Linked DNA regions of Arachis hypogaea: region 2 is linked to region 1. The links are chromatin contacts, called in public Hi-C maps. All regions are on one chromosome and are shown on one strand. Each heading gives the region's core, a stretch centred on a gene start, on an enhancer-like site or on the middle of the called end of the contact. The rest is flanking DNA. Distances are from core to core; before and after follow the strand shown. Region 1 holds the start of LOC112751186 (aldehyde dehydrogenase family 2 member C4). Region 2 has its middle 8.8 kb from the start of LOC112749211.

The links. A called contact is a pair of places that touch in the nucleus more often than the background predicts.
Region 2: a contact with region 1 is called in a Hi-C map of leaf, with 2.4 times the contacts expected there. The contact joins the enhancer-like site here to the promoter of LOC112751186 in region 1.

What each region holds. Positions count from the first base shown.
Region 1 is chr15:147,587,130-147,590,897 of arahy.Tifrunner.gnm2.J5K5, reverse strand. LOC112751186 (aldehyde dehydrogenase family 2 member C4) reads left to right here and starts at 1,926. Exons shown (of 9, transcript XM_025800247.3): 1 at 1,926-2,264. The coding sequence starts at 2,153.
Region 2 is chr15:147,652,924-147,656,181 of arahy.Tifrunner.gnm2.J5K5, reverse strand. No RefSeq gene overlaps it. Among protein-coding and RNA genes, the nearest start is that of LOC112749211, 8.8 kb to the right of the region's middle. Within about 2 kb of position 1,886, at least 1 of the 3 cell types and tissues checked has open chromatin away from gene starts, as enhancers often do.

The DNA.
Region 1 (3,768 bases), core at 677-3,176:
TTTAAGACGAAAATATTATATTTTTATATTTGGTTCAAAATTTAAAAAGTTATTTTCAAACAAGTTTAATTCTAGAAAATTAAAATATCATTATTTTAATTCCCACCTTCTCTCCGGATATATTTGATTTCCATAAAAATGGAATCTAAGTAATAAAGTAATACTTGAACCATCACGCTTTTTAAACAATGACTAGATCTCCAGTTTGCTTTTTTGGTCCTCGATCTTTAAATATTACAACACACCTACACATTTACCCACATGTTCCAGCAACAGCTAGGAGTTTCAGTTTGTTTGTCCATGTTCATCTCAGCCTTATAAATGTCAAAGGCCCCTCCACATGACCTCAAACCAAAAAAAAAAAGTAAGAAAAAGTCCAAGGCCTTAGCTAAGTTGTGGAGCCCAAATATTTTGTCAACTTCGGTAAATGATACATCTACTTGATCAATCATCCGATCGGTAAAATTATTAAATTAATTGTTCATATAATTAAAAATAAATTAAATAATATATATTTATATATAAATATTTAATAATTAATTTTGTTATTAATTTTTAACGTGCATATAATATTTTTGCCATTTGATTTGTTACCTTTATATTGGTCTCCATCAAAATTCAGATGTTACATTCATTTATCTTTTAAAAATATCACATTTTATAACATACAAAGATACATACGTCATATATAGCACCCGGGTTTGAAAAACTTTCGTGTTTAGTAAAATATAAAAGTTTCATTGATCAAGTAAAACGTTGAACAACTTTATAATTTAATGCTATGAATATTTATTATGCTTTAAGTTTTTTCTTTCTTTCCACTATTAAAGGAGAGAGAATAAAATTTAATTTGAAATATTATTAATATTGGAAATTAAAAAAAGTCAAAAATACAATAATATTCATAGAATAGAATTAGGGAGACAGATTTTGATATTCCGTAGTTGATAATGTTACTCTCCCTTATTGTTTATTACAATCAAATTACCAACAATTTTTATGAATTTTTTTCACATCGCCGTCAAGAAAAATAAAATGACGAAAATGAAGAATAATTTTTTTAAAAAAAATTACATAATTAAAAGGAGTAGTTTCTGACACAAAACAAAATGTATTGCATGCTAGCTAGTCAAGAAAAAATATGTATTGCATGCTAACTAACCTACCTCCACATGAAGATATTGACATAGTATATTGGTTAACAATTAGAGAAAAGTTATTTCTTCTACAGCTTCTAAAAAAGAATATTATTTATAATAAGGGTAAAAAAATTATTTTTTATTTTTAACATTTTTTAAAATATATTTAAAATTTAATTTGTTTCAATTTATGTTTAATGTTTTAAATATAGTTCAATTCTATCTTGAGTGTTAATACCGTTAACAAAGATACTAACGCACAAGTACCATATCATTGTAAGATGAAAAATTTTTGGAGACAAATAATTTTTAATATTTTTTTGTCATTATTTAAATAATACAAATATTAAATTATTTTTAACAAATAAATTTTATTAATTTATGTGTGAAAATTTTAAAAATGTGGATATAAAATATATTGATTTATGTCGACAAAATTTTAGTAAATATAAATGTAAATTATATATTTTTTATATGCAAAACGTCTATAAATATGAGTACAAATTATTATTAATAAAAAATAATAATATTTATTGACTATATAATATTATTCTTGTAAAATTATTATATTATATATTATCTCACTTAGAAATAAACTGAAATGTATTCAAATATTAAAAATAAAATTAAAATAAAATACAAATAGCAAGAAAAAATAGTATTTACAATTGAGTAAATTTTTTATAATATAATCAAGTAATTAATTTACAAGTAGAATCGTTAATGAATTTACAATGAGTATGAATTTGTAGACTTAAAATAAGGTAATTAAGTACAAAGTAGCATGTGAATGGAGTCATAAATAAATGAGAAGTGACACTTGTGTACGGCAAGAGAGAGTGAGACGGTCCACTACCTCCTCTTTCTGATTTCGTGAAGATCGTTGTTCTTACATACAAGTCTTTCTTTTCTTCATTATTTAAAGAGAGAGAAGAGTGGTTCCCCCAACATTCATAGCAACCTCAAATATTGTTTGTAATTAGTAACAAAAATACTAAACTAATCACACAAAGATGACAGCTCTTTCCAACGGCCACGCCGCTAATAACTCTTCTCTTTTCAAGATCCCACCCATCAAGTTCACCAATCTCTTCATCAATGGCCACTTTGTTCATTCTCTCTCAGGTAATACTAACAATACTCATCACTTCTTCTTTCTTTCTTCATCCTTGTTTAATTAGTAATATCCCTTATTACTTTAGGGTTCCTTCTCATTTCTAAGCTTTCTCTTCTATGTATATATATTTCCTCCTTTCATCACTTTGTTTTTTTTTCTTTTTCCTTTTTAGGAACTCTTATTTGGTATTAAATTAAAAGTACATTTTACCAGATTAAAGTTATATAAATTTTTTTATAGTTATTTTTAATTATTTTATTATTATTTAAATTATGGGTCCTAATTTTTTTAAGAAAAAATTTAGGGGGTCAGCAATTTTTGTATTTTGTGACCAGTACTTAACCATCAAAAGAAAAGTGAATAATTTCCCAACATTGAATGTAATCTCACACCATTAAAAATACTATTAATGACCAATTGATGATTACAAAACACAAAAGTTACTGGCCCTAACACTCTTCAAATTAAATAATTGTTTACTTAAGTCAAATATGGTAAATGATAATGTCCAATTTCTTAAGAATGTCTTAAGAATGTCGTACTTTACGTCTTTACCGTAAAAATTAAAATAAAGAAATCCTTGTTTTTCACTTTCATCACGTGAAAGATTTGTCATATTCCCACGGTACAAGGAGATGGAAACTTTGCTATTGGAAATTTGGATATATATGGCTTTGGACTAGTTGAACCTGGGAAGTTGAATACTAATATTGGTTGTATAATTGTATCAGCTATATCAAAAATAATTTGAGTTTTTTTTTCTCCTTTTGGGTGTTAGAATGTTAGAAGGATTCACAGGCAAAACATATTTTAATCTTTTTTTTCTAAAAGAATGCTAATCTATAATGCCTATGAATATATTATTAGAGCTTGACTTTGAACCGCATATTGCCAAATTTATAAATGTAGAGCAGAATATAATGATTTATGCGTATATATTTTTTCTTTATACAAATTCTCTAATAAAGTTGTAATAGACATAGTTGTTCATGCGGCTTATCTTATTATTTTAAGCTGTAGTTTTATTATATGATATTAAAATTATATGATTGAAAGATTTAAACTTTAATTTTTATTAAATTCTAAAAGAAAATTATCATAAGGTAAATAAAAAAAATTTATATAAAATTCACGTAAATCTAAAATTTTTATATAAAAAATATTAAAAATATAATTATTTATATGTATTTTTTTTATTAATTTAAGTTTTTTTAAAAAATAGTTTTATAAAAAAAATTGTAAATTTTAGAGAATTTATATGTATATTTACGTATAAAATATGATAAAATATTAAAAAAAATTAATGGTTAAAAATGATAAAAAGTTTCCGTATTTTATTAGAATTTAATTTACGCTGTCACGTTCATCCATCCATCCTCCATAGATGTATGCATTAATTGAAAGTACGTGTCGAAAAAAGAAACTTACGATAGAGATAAGAGAGACGAAGAATGAAGAATCCGTATGGACCTTACATGAAATATCCAAATCATACCACTTTTATATTGGTTT
Region 2 (3,258 bases), core at 637-3,136, 65 kb before region 1:
ATGTTACCCATTTAAATTTTTTTATGAAATAAGTCTAATTAATTTTCGTTATATTACTAATTTAGTTGAATTTAATGAACAAAAATAATTTTTGTTATGTTAGACTAATTTAATTGAACTTAATAAACAAAAATATTTAAATATGTAGCATTATTCTATTATTAATTTAGAGTTAATCAGTTAATTTTGAGAGTCAAACCAAATTAACCAATTCAACTGTAATAAATAGGATGAATACGTCGCCCGATCGATTTGTTTTAGTAAAAAAATTCAAAAAATAGTTAGCGATTGACCGATTATTATTATTTTTTTTTTTTGGTAGAAAATGGTCAAAATTTTATTATTTTTATAAAAGAAATATTTCAAAAATAATTTATTCAAAAGATTATTATTTTATTATCATATTTGATTTATTTTAATTAAATTTTTTAATTTTTAATTTTATTAGTTCAATAATGGACGATCTGTTTTATGTGAAACATAATGAATTGTAATTATTCTAATAAACCCTCTATACAAGAAACAAATCAATAATAATTAAAATCTTGAACAAAACTAGCATTTATATTACTAGCTAGTGGATCTCATATTCACAATTAACAAAGCGTTTTTTGTAGAAAATTTTCTAGAAGCATGAGTTCAAAAAGATGGTATACGGCTATTGGGGAATTAATATTGGTTTGGTATACCGCTCGATGAACCCAAAAGTAGCTCCTAGCTACGTTTCGTATACGGCTATTGAAGATTGTCGCCACATGCTTTAATTTATTGGCACTAGAATATTCCATTCTCCATTTTCTCAAAGGAACGATGTTATATAAACATCTAAAAATAAATGCTAATTATTAGGATATTAAATATTTTATCACTTTTAACAATGAAATGTACATATATATAATGCGTGCCAAAACCTTGGCCACAATTGTACAAGGGATCGGATGGACGATCGAGAGACACAACTTTTGGTTTAGAGGAATTTTCAGCAACCAAAACGGATCCAAAAATTTTAATATGAGGGTCAAATTTTAGACATATTATTTATTTATTTTTTATTATATTTTATTTTATAAAAATAATTTTGACATAATTTATAATTATTGAATTAATTTTTTAAAAAATTTATTAATATATATATTAAAAATATAATTTCTCTTATAATTTTATTTTTAACATGATAGCTATATAAAAGAAACATAACAATATTAATAATATATTATGAAATTATAAAATATCAATAATGTGTTTAGTTAAAAAAAATTACATATTTATTAATTAAAATTAATTCTTTTAAAATTTTTAAAAATTTAAAAATAAATTATAAACTATTAATTATATGAAGGACGCAGTATTTTTATAGAATATTTTAACAACAGCATTAACTGAACCTCAATTAACAAACGAATGAATCAAAATCAGTTTAGTTTTGAACAAGTAGTAAAAAAAAATTCCATCATAAACAAAAATACATCCAATCCATTTTTGAATCCAAATAAACTTCAATTAAACTAATAAATGAATTGAAATTACGTAAGGAATAAAAAAATTGGTTATCCAATACTTATCAGCAGTATCAGGCATGGTTTTGAAAACTGGACCGGACCGGCCGGTTGAACCGGTTCAACAGGGAACCGAAAAGGAAAACGATTCGGTCCTCCCCCAAAAACTATTATACACAAAACCATTCTAAAACTGTTGAACCGGCCGAGAATTGGTCAGTAAAATTGGCCGGTTCTTAGAAACGACGCCGTTTTGCCATTTAGAACAAAAAAAAAAAAAAAAACAAAAACAAAGGGAACCCGAAAACGGTCAAACTCCACGCACGAGTCACACACTCACACTTCACCCCTCCCCTCAAACCCGTTCGTGCTAGCCCTAGCCCCAGTCACACTTCACACGATGTCTCCCTCTCCCTCCCCAGCCACAGTCCTAGCCCCCAACCCAAAAGCCTAACCTCTTCCACGGATCCGCCGCCACCATCCGTCGGAGGCGCCTCCTCCTTTTCCCTTTTCGAGACCGAAACCCCTAGGTCGGCACGTAGTCGCGTCGTCTTCTTGCTCGAGTTCAAGCTGCAAGCCGTGGTCTAGCCGTGGTCTCGCCGTCGTCGTCCTTCTCGTCTCGCCGTCGCCGTCCTTCTAGTCTTGCCGGTGTTGTCTTTCTCTCAGTCAAGGTTAGTAGTCTGAACTCTGAAATTTTAAATTACTCAAATATGCAGTTTCTGAAATTAGGAATTTGTGAATCTGATGAACTCTGAAGTTAGTGATTATGTTCTAATATGTGCTCTTGTTACTAGTTTGTTATTGATTCTAAAATTGAGTAATGGATTTGTTACTGATTCTGTTCTATGGTCTTATGGATGATTATTTGATTTCTGGCCGTTCTGTTGCTGTTTTTAATTTGGATTATGATTTATTGATTTTAGTTATGGATGGAAGTATTAATCAAGAAGCAATTGCTAAGAATGCATGTTTGAGTAATAATTCATCTGCCAATCCTCCTAATTTAAATAATTCTGCTAATCTTAATCCACCTAGTTCGAATAATAGTCAGTCACAACATTCTTTTAATTTATGGATTTTGATGATTGATAAATTTTCATGTTGGTTTTTAATATTTAGATATTTTTTTTTTTACTATTTAACTTTTGAGATTGTATTTTGATAAGATCATATGGATTTGATTGATGACACTTTGTTGTTGAATGCTAATTTTAGTTGCAGAATGCCCTGTTTGTGCTGAATGATAATTTTTGTTGCTGAATGTTGAATGCTGTTGGTAATGGTGTTTTTGTTGCTGAATATCCTGTTTGGTGCTGAATGATAATTTTTTATTTCTGGCTGTGCTGCTGCTGTTTTTAATTTTGTGAACGATTTATTAATTTCAGTTATAGGCGATAGTATTAATCAAGAAGCAATTATTGAGAACAATGCATCTGTGAACAATAACTTTTCTGCCAATCCTAATCCTCCTATTTTGAATGATGCCGCCAATTCTAATCCTCCTGATAATAATGCATTTGATGATTGATAATTATTTATGTTGGTATTTAATATTTAGATATTTTTTTATTATTTAATTTTTGAGTATGTATTTTGATAAGATCATATGGATTTGGTTGATGATATTTTATGTAGTGTTTTAAATTTGGAAGATATTTTAAGATTTATATTAGATTATAATTATATTTTAGGATGTTTATTTATAATTTATTTATTATTTTATTCTAAAATTATTTTTTCGGTTGAATTATTGGTTGGACCG